2 separate regions of the Sus scrofa genome follow, and region 2 is linked to region 1. A link is a contact called in public HiChIP or PLAC-seq data. All regions are on one chromosome and are shown on one strand. The core of a region is the stretch at or near the end of the contact, and the rest is flanking DNA. Distances in the headings are between cores, read along the strand shown.

Region 1 (4,794 bases), core at 2,254-4,753:
GTCCCCATCAATTATACTCTTCAGAGGGCTCAGGGATGGTGAGAGATCTTGAAAGTCAGAGCTGTTTATATTATAAATATATATATATATATTTTCTCTTATAGTAAAAGCTGGGAGGTAAGGGCTGGCAAGTTGTCAGGACTGAAGGTTTGCCCATTCTGCTGCCTCCCATCTCAGCTCCAGGTCCATCCCCCTCTTTCAACAGAAAGCAATCGGTGACACGAGGTTCCACACTTTTCTTTTCTTCTGTTGCTCTCTTGACTTAACGTGAAAACAGGGTATATTTTAACAAACTGTCTGTCCCAGGGCCGGGCTGCAGCTGGGCCTGTGCGCCTTGCTCAACCCGGGACAGGACACTTTTGTTGCACTTAGAGTTTACATTTTAATGGATATAAAAACAACTGTGAGAGATGCCTGGGCCTGCAGGAGTCCAGCATTGCTCAAAAAGCGTGTGTTCTAGTGAACATTTTCATATATATTTATTGGTTATAGCCTGTTAAAGTATTTTCTTTTTTGTATTATTTATCCCCCAACATTATGTATTTATATGAGGGAAAAAGGAAAAAAAACTGTACTTTTTTTTAGTATTTACTTGTTATAAAGGACGTTGTGTTCCCTGTCATGTAAAACCAGCTATTTTAGTTATTATTGTACTCTAGAAAAGAGCTGTAGATTTATGTTAAACTCGTACTTATGAGCAATTGTAATTAGTTCTAAAAGGCATGAACTCAGCTCCTAATTGTCACTGTATAGTCCTGAATTTGTAGAATTAGAGTTAATTCCCTCTTGGAACTTTCTTTGTTCTTCCGTAGTTACTTTTTCCCTTACTTAAAAGGGTTGTCTGTCAAACAATTCTTGAATAAACTTTCTGTTATCAATTTTATCTTGTCCTGGTGGTCCAATTTAGATAGCAGAGCAGGCTGCTGACTGCCAGATTTCCCCCAAGGGAAGAAGGGGGGTGAAGACCCTATCCTGGCCTTTCAGCCCGCTGCTCAGGCCCCTACCTCCCCCCTGCTGTGTCTCAGGTTTATTTGGCTTTTCTCACACAGGCTTGGGACATTCTGGCAACTTCTTTGGCTAAGATTTAAGTAACAAGTTAGGGGGAAGGGGGTCTCTCTCTAGGTCTCTAGGCTTTGCCTCTCAGTTTTTCTCATTCATTGACCTTTTGCCTTTTTGCTGTTTTGGCTACAATCTCCTTAGTCCACCCCCTACTCCCCATCCCGTCAACAACAACAAAATGTGGCCGGTCACTGCTTCTTCCAAGAAAACCTAAACTTCACAGTTCTCTTCCGGAGCTACAAAGAAGCTGTCACGTGACCTGAAGCCCAACCACCATTGGGTCTAAAATGAAAACAAAGGAAAATGATTAATCTAAAAAAACAAAACAAAACAAAACAAAAAACCTAAGGCCTAGACTTCTCGGGTCAAACCTTAAAAGTAAAGTGAAATTAAATCACTAAATAAAACGCGGGGCGGAGAGAGAGGAGGTGTGTTTGATTTCCCCCGCCAGGGAAAGGAGGAGGGTTGGGAGAAGCTGCTGGATTCAAGCGTAAATAAAATGGTCCCCAGGCTAATGTGTCGCTCTGTTTCCACGATCCTTGGGAAAACTTCATTTCTTAGTCGTGGTTCCATAAAAGTTTTATCACATTGGAGCGAGGATAGAGAGGGTCTGTCAAAGATGAAATGTCACTGCCGCGTCGCTGGAGCCGATAAGAGCGAGGAGACAGGGCGGCTGAAATATGGAGCTAATTCGTTGAAAGAAGCGATGGCTGCTTGCTGAAGAGTTGCATAATTCTAATTGTAAGCGATGCACCCGCATTGCTTAATTAGGAGCATATATTTGGTGGTAGTGACGGGGGGGGGGGGGGTGTCGGTGAGAGAATCGTTCCAGGGCCTCAGCCTTAAAGCGAGGGCTGATTTTCATTTTTATGTTGCATCCTGGCAGTCCAAGGTTAGTAATTACAGTCCTTATGCAACAATAAATAACAATAAAAAAGCAACCTGAATTCTACACCCTCCTCACTACCACCACCGCCGCCAAGTAGGATTTTAACTGGACTGGGCTCATCCAAGCAGCAAGCAATTTAGCATTGGTTCAGGCTATAATTTAAAGGCATAAGAGCGTGCAAAGTTTGATTGGGATCAAATAACGCTCAAGGGTTTCTCTTTCCTTCTGTCTTTCTCTCTCTCCTCCTCTACCCTGAATAACATTTTCTGAATAATGTAAGTAGATGAAGCACCATGTTTGGCTCTGGGGGTTAAGAGGATTGATTATTTACCTAGCGGAGAGAGGCAGGCCAAGTCAGAGAATTAAGCTCTGAAATTTAGAGTTTGAAAAACAGAGCTTTTGGCTTGAAACTGGAATTGCAAACATGAAGAAGAATAAGGGGTGCCTTGGCTCGGTGTCCCCCTACCCTTCTCTCTGAGAGATGTCAGGCCCTAGCTAAGCAGCCAGGGTCCTGGGGGAAATATCAGGGCTCTAAGATTCACAGCACAACAGGGGGGCGGGGAAGGGGGCGTCTCTGGGAAGGAGGGTTCCCTTGGCCCCTTTTAACACCCAAGTTTTCTGCTGTTCTCTAATCTGGCCGTAAAATCTGTCAGCAGGGTTAGAGAGGGCTGTATTTCCTGCAGGAACAGCCGGAGAGAAGCCTTAGACCTTGCAGCCAGCTGGAGAGGCTGTGAAAAAACAAAACAAAACAAAAAAACCTTCCAGGGCTTCTCGAGGGGGTGGCCTGAGGGAGAACCGTCTCAGGCCTCACTGCACAAGTGGCCAGACAACTGCTCTTGGGCTTCTTCTCTGCCTGCTCCCCACTCCCACCCCCATCCCCACTTCCACATGGCAAAAATCACTTTCTTGGGAGCCGAGCGGGACACGACCGACCGTTTCTGGCTGGTTTGCCCCGTTTTTCAGAGCAGCTCGCTTGGATCTGAGCCCTCCAGAGCCAGCCACCCCCTGGCCCCCCGGAGCCCCCACCTCCAGCTCCCCTGTTTTCATCCTGCCTGGCTCCCACCCCCACCCTGCTCCTCAGCGTTCTCTGTCCTGTTTCATGAGTCACACCACCCACGCGGAGGAATACTCACCACCACCCACTCGGCTCTTACAGTGACAGAAACTTTCTAGCTCCCGCTGCCCGGGCCGGAGTTGCCATTTCTCTGCTAACCAGGCTTGGCCTCCTCCTCGCCGGGCAGGCGGCAGCGAGCAGGGAGGGGGAGGGGAGGCCCGAGCCGTGGGAGTTCTCCCGGCAAACTTTCCACCCAGCCCAGCGCCCTTCCGCGGTCCCCATTTCCCATCTGTTTCCCGGCGCGCCCAGCATCACCTTTCTCTTTTGCTTCACACCCCCCACCCCCCAGGCCTTTTCAAGGGATGTGGAATTTCGGCTGTTCCCTCGGCTTTCCCAAAGAGCCAAATTCTTTGATGCCATCAGAGCGAGCTGTCAGGGGGCTAAGATTGATCGCCTCATCTCCCCTCGGTCCCTCTGACCCACTTATTTAAAAATCTTACCCCAGATCGACTTTTCATTTTCTGCTTTGAGATCTAGTTTCCCACCAAAGGCTTGGGGCCGGAAGTCTTGTGGACCTTCCCTCTGGTAAACGACAGCGCTCCCGAAAGCGCATACGCACCCCATCCTCTGAAAAGAAATAAATGACAACAACAACAACAAAATTCCCCCCAGGGGCCAGAAATGGAATATCATCTCAGTGGTCATCATTTGCCCACCACCTCCATGTTCAGGGAAGACTGTCACATCAGGGATGTTGATTAATAATTAATTAATGAGCACAATGGCAAAAATAGGATGGGAGTCCTAGGGGGGAGCCCCCCCCCTTGACCTGAGGTTTGAGAGTTTTCTAAACTTAAATCCGTGGCTACCTTGGTTCTTATTCCCATTCCTGGAATATAGAGGCAGATTCAGGCCAGAAGCTTGAGTGGGTGTCTAGGCATTTTAGACCCTGTTGGTTGGGGGGGGGGTCATAGGGGAGGGCGGAAACCTCCAGGTGAGGAGAGCGGGTAGACCTGGGGGCAGGGGCAGTGCTGCAAACACTGGGCAGACAAGGGAGCTGAGACCACACAGCTTTGTAGGCTAGAGGCCCAAAAGGGCCCCTCACTATCTATCTCACTCCTCTGTGTCAGCCTAGGAGTGCTTGTCGATTTTCCAAGATTTATCTGTTGCTTTTGGGGGGAGTGGGTGGGACGGGGACAGTGATGCTGATGATTGTAAATCTCTTCTCTGTCCTTATTGCACTGCTAACAGGGACCTTTCCCAAAGGGAAAAAAGCCTCCTTCTACCACCTCTTCCTCCCACATTCAGATCCTCACTCTTTGGGGGGAGGGGGCAGGGGAAGGGAATGCTCCTGGCCTTGTAAAGAAAGCCTCGATTTACTCTATTTAAAATATTTGGGAAAGAGGAAGATTTCTCCCCTAGGTTCCCTTGTTTTCCTTTCCAGAACATCCCATCCTCTGAAGGGGAGGAGGGGAAGGTTCCTTTAGCTTTTCTGGAGAAAGGGAGGCATGAGGGAGAGGGAGCGTAGGACTGGGGGGCTCATGATGTCCAGGTCATGGTCCTCTAGAGTTTTTGAATCAATTAAAGCAAATAATGCTCTCTGTTTTCCACCAGGCCCAGACGAGCGATTGGCCAAGGCCGGTCCCGTGACCACGAATTCCCTGCAATTTTGCTGGAGTCCTGGGTTTTATAGAGAGAGTCCCCATACGCTTGTATTTATCAGCAATATACAATTATAAAGGCCCAAAATTTTAAAAAAAAGAGAGAGAGATCAAAATCGTCCCTTCCCAAA
Region 2 (4,719 bases), core at 2,177-4,676, 64 kb before region 1:
CGGCAGAGCCTGTTCGGTGCGCAGGATCCAGACCTGGTGCAGTACGCCGACTGCAAGCTCGCCGCCGCCAGCGGCCTGGGCGAGGAGGCCGAGGGTTCGGAGCAGAGCCCGTCGCCCACGCAGCTCTTCCCCTGGATGCGCCCGCAAGGTGAGCTCGCGTCGGGGCCGGCGCGGGGAAGGGAGACCCGGGGCCCAGGCCGGGCACGGGGCCGGGCAGGCCGGCGCGGTTCCTCCAGCTCCTGGAAGACGTGCTGGCTCTGTTCAGATTGCCTCCCCTTCCTTCTTTCCTCCCTGACGTCCTTCCTTCCTTCCTTCTTTCTTTCCTTCCCTTTCCCCTTCTTTCTTTTTTGTTTCCCTTGAAGGAGGTAGCTAAGCGACATTTCCTGAATCCATAAACCCCTCACCCTGCCTGAATTTTCTTGTGCTTCCCCTCCTTTTTTTCTCTTTTACTGTTTTATGGGGGGTAGTGGAGAATGGGTGGTGGGAGCGGGGGCGCTCAACTTTTGCACTTGTCAATTGCTTTATAGTTTAATTACCCTGAAGAAAACTTTTCTTCTGGGGCAGAGGCTCTGGGGGCTTTTCAAGGTGGGTCCATTCGTCCCCATCTCGGCTTTTTTATTCTTATTCCCCACCCTTCACATCCTTCCTTCTAAAGTTTATGGCACTTGTAATAGATTCAACCACCCCCGCCCAACTCTCTGGTGCCGGTTACCAGGGGAGGGGGGCTCTCCTTTCTGGCTCCCTTAGATGCAGTGGTGTCTGATGCCCCCTCCCCCCACCTCCGCTGACCGCGGCCTCCCAGCGCCCCCGCCCCTGCGCAGGGTAGAAGGTCCCCTGCCCTTATTATACTGGTCTCCTAGGCTGGTTCACGAATCTTCCAACCTTCTCCGTCTCTGCCCCCTCCCCCACCTTCCCCTCCCCTCTGTCTCGCCCTTTCCCCCATTCCCAGCAGCCGCCGGACGCAGGCGAGGCCGACAGACCTACAGCCGCTACCAGACCCTGGAGCTGGAGAAGGAGTTCCTATTTAATCCCTATCTGACTCGCAAGCGGCGGATCGAGGTATCACATGCGCTGGGACTAACAGAGAGACAGGTCAAAATCTGGTTCCAGAACCGGAGGATGAAGTGGAAAAAAGAGAACAACAAAGACAAGTTCCCCAGCAGCAAATGCGAGCAGGAGGAGCTGGAGAAGCAGAAGCTGGAGCGGGCCCCGGAGGCGGCAGACGAGGGTGATGCGCAGAAAGGCGACAAGAAGTAGGCTCCAGCTGGGACTGCCAGGGCCGCGGCCGCGCTGCGTCCGCGGGTCCCCAGACCGCGCTGCTGTCGCCCGCCCCCGCCCGAGAGAGCTCTGGCCCCGCGAGCGGGGCCGGGAGCCTGGCCTCCCACCGCAGCGTCCCCGCCGCGCCAGTCCCCGCTAGTGGTAGTATCTCGTAATAGCTTCTGTGTGTGAGCTACCGTGGATCTCCTTCCCTTCTCTTGGGGGGCCGGGGGCAGGGGGAGAAAAAAGGATTTTAAGCAAGGACTCCCTCGCCCTGCGAGGGTGAGCGGCTGCGGCCTGGCTGAGCCCCCCCCTACGCCCCCGCCCCATGTAAAAAGCCTCCTTGTGCAATGGTCTTTTTTTTTCCTTTGAACGTGCTTCTTTGTAATGACCGAGGTACCGATTTCTGCTAAGTTCTCCCAACAACATGAAACTGCCTATTCACACCGTAATTCTTTCTGTCTCCCTCTCTCGCTTTCTCTCTGTCTCTCTCTCTCTCTCTCTCTCACCTCGTCCTCATTTCCCCCTCCCACCCTCTCTCCCCGCTGCCCTCCCTAGCTCGCTGGCTTTTTCTCTGGCTTCTGTCTTTTCCTCCCCCCCCCACCCCCCGCTTTGGTTTGACAATTTTGTCTTAAGTGTTTCTCAAAAGAGGTTACTTTAGTTAGCATGCGCGCTGTGGGCAATTGTTAAAAGTGTTCTTAGGTTTACTGTGAAGAGAATGTATCCTGTATCCGTGAATTGCTTTATTGGGGGGAGGGAGGGCTAATTATATATTTTGTTGTTCCTCTATACTTTGTTCTGTTGTCTGCGCCTGAAAAGGGCGGAAGAGTTACAATAAAGTTTACAAGCGAGAACCCGAGACTGGCTCGGCCCGCGCTCCTCATTTGCTCCCGGCGCCTTGCAGAGCTGGGGGGAGCCGGGCACCCGGCTTCTGCGCCCGCCTGGCCAGGCCGCGAGAGGAGGGGGCGGGGGCTGGAGGCAGGTGGTGCGAGTCCCTGGGCCCAGGGGCGCAGGGGGTGAGGGAGGCGGCTGCGCGTGATTGGAGGAGAGAGGAACGAGGGAGGGGAGCCGAGAGAAACCCCCTCCCTTCGCGTTCCGAGGCTGCCGGCCCCGGAGACCCCGGAGCACAGGCCACGCTGGAGAGATGCGCCTGGGCTACTGGCTGTATCCACCCCCCCCAATACACACACACCTCCCCCTTTGTTTTTGTGTGCCCTCTCCAGTGTGTGTGTTGGGGGGCCATAGAGCTAGAGTGCTGGGCTGCTGCACAAGCTTATATTTTTCTTCTTCCTGGACTGTGGTGGGGGGAGGGAGCAGACAGAGAAGCGAGATGCTCTTTCCTGCCTCTTACTTTCTGGGACTTGGCCACCTTTGCCCAGCTCCGAGATGGTTGCTCAAAGCCTTCCTTCCTTAGCTTGCTCTGCTTCCCTGGCAGCCACGCTCCACTGGGGCATCCGCCTCCCGGAATCAAGAGAGCAGCATACCGGGCTGCCCTCCTCCCTTCCTTTCTCCTCCCACCCACCCCACCCCCTTCCTTTTTCTTTTTTTTTTCTTCAAACCTTTAAATTTTTTTTTTTTTTTTTGTCACCAGAAACCGCAGCATCCAACGCCTGTGGGCTAAGTCTCGTGCCTCTGGGAGCACCCACAAAACCTCAGTCCATCCCTGCCCATCTGTCTGGGGCACCGAGAGATAGAAAGGGAGAGCAGTGAGAGGGAGTCGCGAGGCCAGGCTCACCTCGTTGTTCACCTCAGGAGCAACGGACCAAGTCCAGACCAATTTCCCCCAAAGGCCAACCGGACTGAATCGGTCCAGATTAATTATGACCTGCCCTGAGCCACCCACTCACCCCATTTTGTGCAATCTCTGCGTTTATTTCTCGCTGAGTAACAGGCTGGGGAGGATGCGTGTGGGTGGGGGGGGCGGTTGACAACACGGATCGCTCTCGCTCTCAGAGGTTATTTATTTTCCCTTCCACTCAATTTCTTCCTCCCCAGATCTCGCCTACAAGCTGCCTCCAGCCCACGGGGTCGACAGCGGCCCTTGAGCCCCCAACCCGAATCCACAGGGCCTGGCTTTCCCATTCATTATTGATCATATTTTATAAATCCAACGCCACACAATTTTTTCCACATTACCGGGAGCCGTGGGGAGGCTGCCCCGCCATTGGCAGAGGGGACGTCACGTGGGCAGGGTCACGTGGCCCAGAGAGGAAAAAGGGGGTTCTTTTTGGTGTAAATCTGGACTCTAATTCTGTAATATATCAAGGAATCTCGTAAAACCGACACTAAAACGTCCCTGCCTACAAATCATCCGGCCAAATTATGAGTTCATTGTATTATGCGAATGCTTTATTTTCTAAATATCCAGCCGCAAGTTCGGTTTTCGCTACCGGAGCCTTCCCCGAACAAACTTCTTGTGCGTTTGCTTCCAACCCCCAGCGCCCGGGCTATGGAGCGGGTTCGGGTGCTTCCTTCGCCGCCTCGATGCAGGGCTTGTACCCCGGCGGGGGGGGCATGGCGGGCCAGAGTACAGCTGGCGTCTACGCGGCCGGCTACGGGCTCGAGCCGAGTTCCTTCAACATGCACTGCGCGCCCTTTGAGCAGAATCTCTCCGGGGTGTGTCCCGGCGACTCCGCCAAGGCGGCAGGCGCCAAGGAGCAGAGGGACTCGGACTTGGCGGCCGAGAGTAACTTCCGGATCTACCCCTGGATGCGAAGCTCAGGTAACGCCGCGCACCGAGCCGTCCCGAGCTGCAGTGGCCCGGGCACACTCCCCGGAAGGCGCCCCCTTCCCGGCCAAGTGTCCCTCTCCGCGTCCAGAGTGCTCCTGGCAGCAGGTCGGCCCTGGGGACGCGGCACCCCCCTGGGCCGCGACCCGGCGCGCCGTCCCCACTCCCATTTTTGCTTGGTGCTCTCAGGCTCGCCGTGCTTCCCTGGCGGATCCCTCTCTGCCGACGCCGCGGCGCTGTGAGCCCCCAGCCCCCCACCCCCCCACCCTTCCTCCCGGCCTTTTAGCTTTAAATATTTATCAGCCGCGCCGGCACGGGCTGGAGACGAGGCCGTTTGTCTTGCGGAGGAAGGCTGGGGTTTGCAGAGAATAGCCATTAGGGTCTCCCCCCTCCCTTTTCCCTTCCCCGCCGGGGATCTCAGCTCTGGGTGTGTCCCCCAGCCCCAGCTTGGATAAGGTCTGGGGGAGGGGGCTGCCGTGCTCAGCAGTTCTCCCCTCCCCCTTTCTTCCCAGCCAACCCTGCTCCCCCATTATTCCCTTCTGGACAATTAGAGGTGGGCTCTAGAGGCCTGGGGGGAAGAGGGGGTGTGAGAGGAGATGAGGATCCAGCCAGGGACACAGAGCCAGAGAGGCAGGTGGAGAGAGGGGGGCTGAGGCCAAGAGAGATAGGCTCCTGACCCCCCAGTGAACTTGGAAAGGGGGAGGCAGGAGAACGAGTGAAAGGAGCAGAGGCCT

The links. HiChIP or PLAC-seq counts read pairs in DNA pulled down with a chosen protein or histone mark.
Region 2: an H3K27ac HiChIP or PLAC-seq map of skeletal muscle shows a contact between it and region 1. The contact joins the promoter of HOXB7 here to the promoter of HOXB2 in region 1. A contact is called at or near these places in 2 of 47 Hi-C or Micro-C datasets (embryonic fibroblasts and omental adipose tissue) and 1 of 2 datasets of contacts at active chromatin or transcription factors (skeletal muscle).

What each region holds. Positions count from the first base shown.
Region 1 is chr12:24,799,208-24,804,001 of Sscrofa11.1, reverse strand. HOXB2 (homeobox protein Hox-B2) reads left to right here and starts at 3,503. Exons shown (of 2, transcript XM_003131546.4): 1 at 3,503-4,794. It overlaps LOC106505099 (a long non-coding RNA gene), which reads right to left and starts at 3,496. Exons shown (of 5, transcript XR_002337153.1): 1 at 3,082-3,496. HOXB3 (homeobox protein Hox-B3) reads left to right here. Exons shown (of 5, transcript XM_021067109.1): 5 at 1-883.
Region 2 is chr12:24,863,382-24,868,100 of Sscrofa11.1, reverse strand. It overlaps HOXB7 (homeobox protein Hox-B7), which reads left to right and starts at 3,426. Exons shown (of 2, transcript XM_003131549.4): 1 at 3,426-3,979. The coding sequence starts at 3,580. It overlaps HOXB8 (homeobox protein Hox-B8), which reads left to right. Exons shown (of 4, transcript XM_021067111.1): 3 at 1-148; 4 at 953-2,116. The coding sequence ends at 1,257.